2 separate regions of the Sus scrofa genome follow, and region 1 is linked to region 2. The links are chromatin contacts, called in public HiChIP or PLAC-seq maps. All regions are on one chromosome and are shown on one strand. The core of a region is the stretch at or near the end of the contact, and the rest is flanking DNA. Distances in the headings are between cores, read along the strand shown. Region 1 overlaps MARCO (macrophage receptor with collagenous structure). Region 2 has its middle 45 kb from the start of EN1.

Region 1 (5,950 bases), core at 1,011-3,510, 79 kb before region 2:
GCAGGCCCCTTCAGGATCCCTTCTTGGAATAATGAGCAAGGGAAATCCTGCTCCCAGCAGCTTTTGACATGGCTCATCAGAGGCTGGGTGCTGCCTGGGGAGGAGGGTCAGAGGGCCAACAGCTAGGAAGCACTACTGCAGGCCTGGGCCGAGAGGTAGGAACACCTGGATCTGAGAGGGCAACTAGTTCTGCCCCTCATTGTGGGGTGAGGACCAGATTGAGGCTCAGAGAGCTTCCTCCAAAAGCTGGAGGGACCTTTGAGTTGGGCGCAAGCCAGGCAGGCCCCAGCTCATCCTGGGAAATCTGTGTCCACCCTGGACCCTCTCTTTGGAAAGCCTGACCGCTTTGGTCCCCAGGAGAACTTCAGCAAGCCTGTGAAACCTGCTAAGCAGCCTTCTCTGGCCTCACCCATGGATAATGCACTTCCTCCCAAGGCAGCACAGTGGCCAGTCAGACAGTCTGGGCTTGTGTCTGCCTCTGTGACCTTGAGCCATGTTCCCTCTCCCTGAGTCTCCTGGCTGCCTGCAGGAGTGGTTGTGAGACTGAAATGAAGTCTGTGTCAAGCACTGATCCTCACGTCTGGCCAGTGGTGCCCCAAGCACCCCAGGGGCTCTGTTGCACGTGTCTGTCTCTCCTCCAGCGGGGATTGTCTGGGGTTCTGGGGCTGAAGCCCCTGCGTGAGCTCCAGCCTTGCTGCTGAGCAGGCCCACCCCAATGTTTGCTGTTGACTTTAGGTGGCCCAGCAGAGGTGGCTGATGTATCCTTTCTGCTCACCTGCATCTGAACTGCAGGTTACAAGCTTAGGGAGTCCTAAGTTTGTTTGTTTGTTTGTTTCTTTCTTTCTTTCTTTCTTTTTGTCTTTTTTGTCTTTAGGGCCACACCCGTGGCATATAGAGGCTCCCAAGGTAGGGGTCCAATCGGAACTGTAGCCACTGGCCTATGCTAGAGCCATAGCAACGCGGGATCCAAGCCACATCTGCAACCTACACCACAGCTCACAGCAATGCTGGATCCTCAAGCCACTGAGAGAGGCCAGGGATAGAACCCGCGTGCTCATGGATGCTAGTCGGGTTTGCTAACCACTGAGCCATGACAGCAACTCCAGAGTCCTAAGCTCCTCAGCCACATTCAAAAACACGTCTTTGGTTGTTAAATAGAAAAATGGTCCATATCTAGACCCCTGGCCCTCTCCTTCGTATCCTAAAGGGTGCCATATTGCACAAATCTCTAAGTGCCCTGTCCCTAGAAGCAAGGTGCAGGGATACCTGGCACAGTGGTCTCCCCATATTGCCTCCCTCCTCCACCCCTGCCAAAGAAGTGCTCCTCTCTAAAGCACTGAACGACAAATGCCCTATACAGACAGGAGCCCTAGAGAAGTCCCTGTTCACCAGGTCCATGGTCCCCTTGGCCTGACCCTCCCCCACTTTATTTCTCACACCCTCCCTCCAGCCCCTCACCTCTGGGGACTTGGCATCTGCTGCAGCCTGCACTATGCAGGCACTGTAAGCTACCCTTCAAGGTCCTGTCATTTCCTTCTTTACAGAGGAGAAAGTCCACACTCAGAGACTCCAGGTGATTTGTCCCAGGTAACACAGGGAGAGAATGGTGTGGTTGGGGTTGGGACCCAGGGTTGTCCTCCTACTGGGCACCTCGGCTGCCAGTGTTCCTCCAGCTATGCCATCTCCCTCCTTCCTGGAATTTCACTTGGATTGTCTGCCTGGTTCCAAAGCCTCTCAGTGGCCTTGGGCCACCCCTGACTCCACAATGAGTAGTCAAACTAGAGTGAGCCCCAGAATCACCTGCACAGGGTTTGTTAGAAAATAGCTTGCTAAGCCACTCCCCCCACCCTCCACCAGAGTTGCTGATTCACTGCATCTAGGTTGGGGCTCCGAGACACTGCAGTTTTTTTGTTTTGGTTTCTTTTAAGGCTGTGCCCATGGCATGTGGAAGTCCCCAGGCTAAGGGTTGAATCAGAGCTGCAGCTGCTGGTCTACAACACACCCACAATAATGCAAGATCTGAGCCTTGTCCTCGACCTACATTGCATCTCATGGCAACAACAGATCCTAACCACTGAGAAATGCCAGGGATTGAACCTGCATCCTCATGGATACTGGCTGGCTTCATTATTCACTGAGCCACAAAGGGAACTCTAGCACAGCACTTTTAACAAGTTTCCAGGCATTGCTGGTGCTGCTGGCCCAGGAACCATGGTTTGAGTAACCACTTCCCTATAGATATCTCACTCAATCTTCAGGAACCAGTTAATTCACAGCCTGCCTCCTCCAAGGAGTCTTCCTGACTCTGAGGAACTCACAGCCCTGCCCCATTCTGAGCGCTCCCTCTCTGCCTTGGCCGTTGAGAAAACGCCCTGTGAGATGCATATAATGGATGTTGGTTTTCTCCTCAAACACCACCGGCCCACCCTGATTGGATCAGGGAGAAGGAGACATGGCTGAAAGCTAGGGTCCAGAGGTGCATGTTGTAAATGTACAGTGGGAGGGAACAAATGTCCTGGTCCTCTTAACCACAAGCAAATTGGGAGTCCCTGAGTATCACAGAGCATCAAGCCGAAAGGGCCCAAAGTGTTTACTGGCAAGGTGCTTATTTAGAGAAATGATTTTCTTCCAAGAAAAGAGTTTAGTTAGAAAGCACAGGCCTTCCTATTGTTTTATGTTCGGCCGATGTTCTAAAATCGTAGAACATCCCTGCTTGGAAAGAAAATTGCCTGTTTCCAAACCAGCGTGCTGGAAAATTGGCCAAATTCTAGACCTCTCCTTACACTCCACAGAGGAGGAAACTGAGGCCCTGGGATGATGTCCCTACCCACTGTCACCTAGCTAGCTGGCAAGTCCAAGGTGATGGGCAGGTCTCCTCTGATGGAAACTTCCTTAGTACCATCCTGACTTACAGGCTAAGTACAGCTGGCCAATTTAGGATTAATTTAATAGCTTACAAATTGTGCTGTGTGGCAAGAAGGAAGATAGGAGGTAGGGCACCCAAAATTGGGACACACGTAGATTTCTGCAGATGTCTCTAAGAAATTTTGAGGAAAATGAGGAAAAGTCTAAGTGACAAGTAATATGAGTTCATTATGAGTTAGGTAGCATATAATAAAGTCTTGGACTAACTTGATACTTAGGGAATTCATGGTATAGGGCTTAATTTCTATTATGGATTATTCTTTGCTGCTTATCTTTAAAGTTAAAAAAAAAAAACTTAAAATACAGAGGAGAAACGTGATTTCAGGTTATTTCCCCTTTGGCTTTGCCTCAAGAGAAAAATAAAAGGACATAGACAATTCAGATCCTTGTTCTATTTTAGACATGAAGTCTGTTGAGATGTAGAATTTCTGATCTGATCGGTATTTGGGAGCTTAACTGTTTTGGCTGCCTCTCACATCATTTCAGGAAGATGGGAAAGGTAGAAAAAGAAAAATGCCATGATTACAAGTTGAATTGAGCCCTTCCTCATTTCCAAACAAACTTTCCAAAATGGCTAAGGGATTTAGAGCTAAAACTGGTTTTGTTGTGTTTCTGTGGAGTTTTTTTTTTTTTTTTTCAGTTTTCTCCCAAAAATTAAATGATTTATTTTGCAGTCATTTGAAAGATCAAAGGTTAGAAAAAACTAAGTTTTGGAGGGTTTATGAAACCTTATTTTCTTCTTTCCTTCCTTCTTTTTTTTTTTTTTTTCTTTTTGTCTATTTAGTCCCCCTCCTGCAGCATATGGATGTTCCCAGGCTGGTGGTCAAATCAGAGCTGAAGTTGCCAGTCCACGCCACAGCCACGGCTGCCAGATCTGAGCTGTGTCTGTGACCTACACTACAGCTCACAGTAACGCCAGATCCTTAACACACTGAGCGAGTCCAGGGATTGAACCCGCATCCTTGTGGATACTAGGCAGGTTCATTACCTCTGAGCCACAATGGGAACTCCCAAAACCTTATTTTCTGAATGATGCAGGAAACTACCATTAGAGAAAGTTCTTCTGGGTGTTAATGATCTCCTTCAATAAACTGTGCAGTCTGACTTCCCAGCCGAATGGAAGGAGTCTCCTCCTCACCGTCTTTAGTCTGAGAAGGCTCCTTTTTCTCATGGGTTGTGAACAAGGGGAAACATTCCACCAGAATGGGTTGGAGTGCAGTTAGTGAGACTCCACGACAGCAGGAAGATTTGCCAGCTAAGCCAGGATTTACTCATCTACCAGAGGTGTAAGAGGTTCGAGCGATTCTGATTTCTTTGAATCCTACACTCTATGTTATTCTATGCAACAAAATTTAGAAAAGCACAATTTTGGGCTTAGACTTTGGGATTAACTTCTGAATTCAGTGTATATTAACTGCGAAAGCCTGAGGAAAGCTCTTACCCTCTGGGAGCCTTTGCTTCCTGAGCTGTCAGGTAGGGATGATGAAACTCAGTTGTGTGGGGAGAGGACCTAAGATCATGGGAGTAAAGCTCCAAGCGCAGTGCTGGCTTAGAGGCATTGTTAATAATAAACAGACCTCTTATGTTTGGTAATGAATGCACAATAATGAGATCTAGCTGTTACCTAGGTCAATCCAATGCCCTGTAATTTCTCTGTTTTCATCCCAGGAAGCTAGATAGTCTCTTGTGAGATTAATGATTTTATTTACAAAACGGAAAATGCTTCTGTTTGAAGACTGGCTTGATATAATTGAAACTGAACAAATGCCACAGTATCTCTGGTTTGGGGAGTACCAACATCCTAATACTGAAAACTATGCATTATCTTCTGCAGTGGGAAGATCTGGCTCCCAATCACCCCACCTTTCCTTCTCCCACCTCAGAAACCTGACCTCTCCAAAAGTTCATGAATCTATGACCTCAGGATGGTGTACAGCCCTGGCTATAACCAGGGTCCTATGGGAATTCCCTCCTGAGAGGACTATCAGCTACTTAATCAAGACAAACATTTGTATTTGAGTGAGAAACCTATGCAACTTGGGATAAGTTGTAATCATCACATGCCCCAGATGAAAGTGTAATTCACCATGTCTAGCTGAGCAGCCAGGATTAAGGAACGGCCTTTAGAATATGCCTGGTTGGTATTCACCAGGCCTGATTGATGGATATTCCTCTAATGGTGCTCCACAGATGTGCACAGGCTCGTTAATGGAAATAAAATGATTCTGACTGTGGGACAAAGGTGTCTGTGCTAAAATGGGGGTGAGGGAGCTCCTTCGGTAGCACAGTGGGTTAAGAACCTGACTGCAGTGGGTTGAGTGGCTGTGGAGACTCAGGTTCAATCCCCAGCCCAATACAGTGGGTTAAAGGATCCAGCATTGCTATAACTGCAGAGTAGGTCACAGCTGCAGCTTGGATTCAATCCCTGGCCTGGGGAACTTCCATATGCCTCTGGTGTGGCTATTTAAAAAAAAAGGAGAGTAAGATCTTGAGTAAATAATAAGGAGACATAGCAGGGTCTGAGGGCTCCATGTTTCCTAAGACTGGAAGAAGCTGCTCTGATTCTTCTAGGACTTGGGTAGAGAGAGAAGGTGTTGCTTATCAGAGGGCCCTGATGGTGACAGAGATACCTTGGGCTGCCTGGGGAGGAAGACAGTAGGGGGAAGTAAAATGGATGAGGCCTGAGCTTTGCCAGCCAGGCCTTCCTTTTGACCCACTCTGCACCTCTTTCTGTGAAGCAGCTCTAATTAGGGTTGAAAATACTCCTAATTGGGAGCTGCTCTTATTATGCAAATCCTCCCAGGACACAGGTGCAGGCAAGACTCCCCACCCTCAGACCATGGAAGCACAGTGCCCCTTGTGAGCAAAACCATGCTTTATCTCCAATACTCTTGCTTCAGCATTATTCACAATAGCCAAGACATGGAAACAACCCAAATATCCATCTACAGAAGAATGGATTAAGAAGATGTGGTATATATACACAATGGAATACTACTCAGCCATAAAATAGAACAAAATAATG
Region 2 (5,695 bases), core at 221-2,720:
GTGAGCTGTAGTGGAGGTCACAGACTCAGCTCGGATCTGGTGTCACTGTGGCTGTGGCATAGGCTGGCAGCAGTAGCTACGATTTGACCCCTAGCCTGGGAACCTCCATATGCCTCAGGTTTGGCCCTAAAAAAAAGCAAAATAAAATAAAATAAAATATGTCACAGGAGCAATATGATGCAAGAAACTGAACTGGGACCAAACATGGGTTCTGGTCCTGGCTTTGTCACAACCAATCCTGTAGACCTGAGCAAGACAATGATCATAGCCTGGGCCTTTATCATCTCTGCAAAGGTGAGTATTGAATCAGAGATCTTTCTGCACTCACTCTCACTAATGCGTAAATGACTAACACAGAAAGCTTGTTGATTGATTATTTGTTGCAACAAGGTGAAACAAGGCAAAGTTGCAACAAAGTCATCATACCTTTGTTGGAAATAATGCTTTCACTAGGCAAAGAAACACCTAGCCTTGAACGCTGGATTTAGCATTGATGTAAGAAGCATAAAAAATTCTGGGACATACACTCAGCATGGAACGTAAGAATCTCATACCTGGAAGCTATGTTAGAGAACATCTTGTCTTACCCTCTCATTTTACAAAAGGATATCCTGAGACCTAGGAAGAGGAGGTGACTTGTCTATCTCTTACTACAGAGTAGCATAATCAGCATGGTGTTTTAAATCCAGGGGACTTGAAAGCATAAGGAGAATTTCTTTCTGGAGACTCTATACCATATTCAGTTCTATGTACTTTCAGGGTCACTTATCTGAAACTATTTAGCACAGTCATTCATGTCTCCTACCCTTGGTGGAGTGAAATAATTTATTTCTTGATGTATTTCTACAAACAAGTCCATTGATAATCAGGACAAACACACAAAGAATATCAAGAGCAGACATATATTGAAAGACAAAAAAAATCTTCACTGGCCAAGATAAGAGACCCAAACTACACAAGATACTAAATAGAGGAAGTTAAGTAAAGAACTATTAACAGGGAGCAGTTCCCTTCATGGCTCAGTGGTTAAGGAACCCAACTAGGATCCATGAGTATGTGGGTTCAATCCCTGGCTTCGCCCAGTGGGTCAGGATCTGGCATTGCCATGAGCAGTGGTGTAGGTGTAGGTGTATGTCCCAGACTCAACTCAGATCTCAGTTGCTGCCCTGATCTGACCCATAGCCTGGAAACTTCCATATGCCACTGGTGTAGCCTTAAACAAACAAACAAAAAACTATTAACAGGAGTACCAAGTCATTGGCTACTAAGGGTGAGGAGAACTAAAGAATTGGGAATGGTAGATATGGACAAGGAGCAGGCACTGCCCTGGGTGGAGGCAGAGAACCTGAAAAACTAATTTGAGAGCCCTCTCACAACACACAAGGCTGACTCAGATCTTGTGGGAAAGGGTGGGGCTTGGCTGACGTGACACAGCTGGAGACACTGAAGGAGGAAACTGTCCCCTGGAGTGACAATAAAGCTTTCCAGGAAGCTGGCTGAAAGGAAAGTGGTTGAACTTTCTGGAAAACCGGTTGAGGTACTGGGGGGACATGCCAGCTTCCAGGAAGCCACTCCCATGGGGTGCTCTTGAACTCACTGGAAACCAGATGAGTTCCTGCAGAACTCATCAGAAAGCCATACACACCGGTGGAGGAGACTGGATGGGCATCCCTCCCACCACGCTGGAGCCTGAAGAAAGCACAGCACCAGCGACCAGGATGGACCGCCCCTTGCTCCTGCGGTGTGTCTCTAGCACCCTCTACTGGCGAAGCTCAGCATGGCGCCAGCTGGAAAAAAGTTTGCAAGATGCAGTTCCAGCGTCAGAGTCAGGCAAAGAAGGATGGATTGGGAGACGCAAGGCAACAACCTGACAAGCTACAATTTCACGATTATGATCATAGAGGTGGTTGTTATACACACACACAAGTATCAAAATAACAGTACACACAGGACTGCTGAGGTAATAATTATCAAGCACTCCTTTCCTGTAGTTCCCAGTCTCTTCTGGGTGCACAGAATCTCTACCTGCCGGCACTCATCGAGAAGGCACACACTCCCCCAGCATCTGAACTTTCCAGTTTTCTCACACACTTCCCTCAACTCTCCCATTGGGGCTGCACTGAATGATGGCACAAAAGTCACAAAAGCTTAAAAAAAAAAAAAAAAAGTCCTGCTTGTGTCTCTGAAGCTTAGAAAGGAAAAGTACAGTGACCTAATGTGGGGTTTGTATCTCTGGTCCCAGCTACTATCCATTTGGTGCCCCTTATCACTCTCCAGAGTGTCCTGCTTTGGGCAATAAATTACATGGTCCCCAAACATAGCCAGAAGTCAGTCTACTCCCTGAATTACAGATGAGTAACTCTCCCACATTGATGATGAACAAGAGACCCCTCAGGGTGGTGGAGGGTGGTGGAGATGACTGGACTTAGGTCTACTGTGTGACTCTGGCCTTCTCTAAAGGCCCCTAGGTGGAGGTGTCGGGATGGTAAAGGAGATAATGTGTGTAGGGCGTCAGGCATGCGTTGAGGCAGCCCCATCACTAGCTCCTCAGTCTGCCCACCTCCCTATTTCCTATCACATGTTCTTTGTCTTTCAGGATGCATTTTTGGAGCACAATAACCCTTCAGAATAAACACTGCTAACAGGGAGATTGAAGGATATGGATCTCAGTTTGCTTGAGAAAGAGGATCAGTGCTGGAAGTGTCACAAACTTGATAAGCAAGAAGTGGATACTGGATCTTTTCTATAGTTCATGCCTCTTTCCTCTCAAATTCCCCCTTCCTGAAGGCTACCAGGTGCTTAGAGAAGTGGAAAAAAGGCACCCCTCTGGGAAAACCAGTCGACCAGATGTGAGAGCATTCCAAGATCGCCATCTGGTGGCCACACTGTAGAACACATGCCTTGGCAAATTTGATGACAGAACAGGTGGGCAGCTACCCTGTAGCCTCTCATGAGAGAAGCCCTGGCTGGGACCCCTCTGACAGGACACCTGGTGATGCTACTGTCAGAAGCACTTGTCTGGGGACACATCCATTAAGCCACATCTTGACACTCATTCAGAGACCTCTGCCAGGCTTGCTGCCCTGGATCCAGGATAGGTTACTCCAGGGTTTCTCAACCTCGGTACTTTTGAAATTTGGAGCCAGATAATTTTCTGTCATGGGAGACTTTCCTACACACCATAAGAAGTTTAACAGAATCCCTGGCCTCTACCCACTAGAAGCCAGATGCAACCCTTCATATTTCCTGGATAAGACAACCAAAAATGTCTCCATGGTATTGCCAAATGTCCTCTGGGGAGCAAGAGTGGATCTGCTTCTGGGCTATTCAACCAGCGAGCTGTTAACTTAAACATTCCAGTTCTTAACAAAGTGGTGAGGAGGGCAGGGACTCTGCTCAAGTCAAATCAGCAGCAGGCCCCGGGATCCACAGTGTGTGGGGTCTAGGAAGCAGGGATAAACCAGCCCCCCATCTCAGCACTCCAGAACAGCCCTCCAACAAGCTTCACCCATTGGGTCCCCATACACGTGCAGGGGTATTTTTAGGCTGACCTCTTTTAAGTCTTAGAGTATATTCTTTCTACAGTTAAGCTCAATGGAAAACAAAAACTGCTCTAGTGAGGTCTAGGGGATTTCATCTCAGAATCCTCAGACTCAGGAGGGTCTGTAATCATAAAAACAGCTACTGGTTTTTCCCAGCATGAAATAAGAACCAAGCCCAATCCTCAGTATTTTCCTGCCTTTGTTCCTTGCTCAGCTGTGTGAGGTGGGTGTCATTTGACAGGTGAGAAGTGGGGTCACAGTTAGGTCAAGTAACTTGTCTAGGTCTTGGAGCTTGTACTTGGTGGACTGAATTTTGAACTTGGGTTCCACCCAGCCTTCTGCCAGCCCCTGATGTCCTCAGTGAGCTTATTTCTCAGGTGTGTTTAGGCCTTGTCATCGCTAGCTTGTGGTGTTGGCATCAATGAAGTTCTCCTTTCCTTTTGACTGGGGTATGCTAATTTCATCTCCTTGAACAAGCTGGAAACCCCTCAAGGAAAAGGACCAAGTCTTTTGTTTCCCTTCTCTTCTTTCAGAGTCAGCACAATGCTTGGCACCATCTCAAAATCACCTATAATAGGTTCACCAAGCCCCCAAAACCCTGTAGACCTAGCTGGCCCCTCTTTCCTTAGGTAACCATACCTAATGAAGAGATCCATTTCATCTTCACCTACATCTCCCTCCAGTGGCAATCTAATTAGGTTCTTTCTACAATTAACTATCCGCAATTAAAGAGGAACAAAGCCCATGTGTCATTCTTAAACTTCATCCATTAAACAACAATGTCCAATTTTGAAATCCCTCTTCAGACAAGGATAAAAATTCTCCAGATATGCTAACCTAAATTTAATTATGCAGGGAGAACAGAGGTTTAACTTCATTCTTCCTGGAACTGCTGTAATTAAAACTCAATTAGGGGTCGCTCTGGCCAACATCATTATTCGAGTGTCACCCTGTTGAAGGGACAAAGAGCTCAGGAACACTCACATGGTTGCTGGCCTGAAGCCTTTGCAATGAGTCTGGTTGTTTGGCTCATCCTCCGTCTTTCAGCAGCCTTCTAAAAGCACTATTAGCTCAATTGCTTTCTCTTCACTTAGAACTTTCTAAAATGGTTCTAGCCAAGTATCCAGATCAATGGAGGTAATGGCCATTTAGACGTCTTATCTTAATCTGTCAAATGCTTATGATGGGCCCAGTACTTCACATACAGTATCTTATTTTTGTTTTGTTTTGTTATTGCTTTTTAGGGCCACACCTGCGGCATATGGAGGTTCCCAGGCTAAGGGTAGAATTGGAGCTATAGCCACCAGCCTACGCCAGAGCCATAACAATACCAGATCTGAGCCATGTCTGTGACCTACACCACAGCTCACAGCAATGCCAGATCCTTAACCCACTGAGCAAGACCAGGGATCAAACCCACAATCTCATGGTTCCTAGTTGGATTCATTTCTGCTGAGCCATGATGGGAACTCCAAGTATCTTATTGAATCTCCACTTAAACCATAGGAAGTAGGTATCAATCTTATTTAATGACAAGGCAATAAAAGTTCAGAGAAGTTACAGAAGCTGCCAGTCACACCAATGTGAAATGGTGAGGCCAGGAGTTGACCAACTATCCCATATCCAAAATCTGGGCTTACTGTGTTATACTGGTGTGTTGAAATAGTTTTCCAAATATCTGATACTTGAATTAGAGGTATTTTTACTCTGTTTTTAGTTATAAAATGAACAGAAACAAAACAGGGGATTCTGAACTCTTTCTGCCTGCATTATGTTAGCAAGAAGGACAATGATGATTCCGTGTTGGCCTCATGTTAGGGTTGGAAAGTGAATAGTTTTTTGGGTCATTCATTCATTCATTCATTAAGGGGCAAGAGGCTCACCTGACTGGTGAAGGTGCTGTTCCAGGGAAACTCATTATTTCCAATTCCAGGGCACATGCTGTGAAGCCAGATGGCCAGAGGGCACTATGATCAGAATTACTAGGAACTGGAGATGGGGTCAAGATTGCAGAGGAGTAAGATGTGGCACTCACCTTCTCCCACAAACACATCCAAAAATAAAAACAAAAACCCATTTACATGTAGAACAATTCACACAGAACATCTGAACACTGGCAGAAGATCTTAAACTTCTAAAAAGGGCAAGAAACT

Evidence for each region. HiChIP or PLAC-seq counts read pairs in DNA pulled down with a chosen protein or histone mark.
Region 1: an H3K27ac HiChIP or PLAC-seq map of alveolar macrophages shows a contact between it and region 2. The contact joins two enhancer-like sites. A contact is called at or near these places in 1 of 5 promoter capture datasets (liver), 9 of 47 Hi-C or Micro-C datasets (embryonic fibroblasts, epiblast stem cells, fetal liver and 3 more) and 1 of 2 datasets of contacts at active chromatin or transcription factors (alveolar macrophages).

The regions. Positions count from the first base shown.
Region 1 is chr15:24,529,716-24,535,665 of Sscrofa11.1, reverse strand. The region is part of intron 8 of MARCO (macrophage receptor with collagenous structure); the gene reads right to left. Among named protein-coding and RNA genes, the nearest start is that of MARCO, 30 kb to the right of the region's middle. Within about 2 kb of position 2,260, at least 1 of the 83 cell types and tissues checked has an H3K27ac peak or open chromatin away from gene starts, as enhancers often do. A contact at or near this core is called in alveolar macrophages, where this site is marked.
Region 2 is chr15:24,450,401-24,456,095 of Sscrofa11.1, reverse strand. No RefSeq gene overlaps it. Among named protein-coding and RNA genes, the nearest start is that of EN1, 45 kb to the right of the region's middle. Within about 2 kb of position 1,470, at least 11 of the 83 cell types and tissues checked have an H3K27ac peak or open chromatin away from gene starts, as enhancers often do. A contact at or near this core is called in alveolar macrophages, where this site is marked.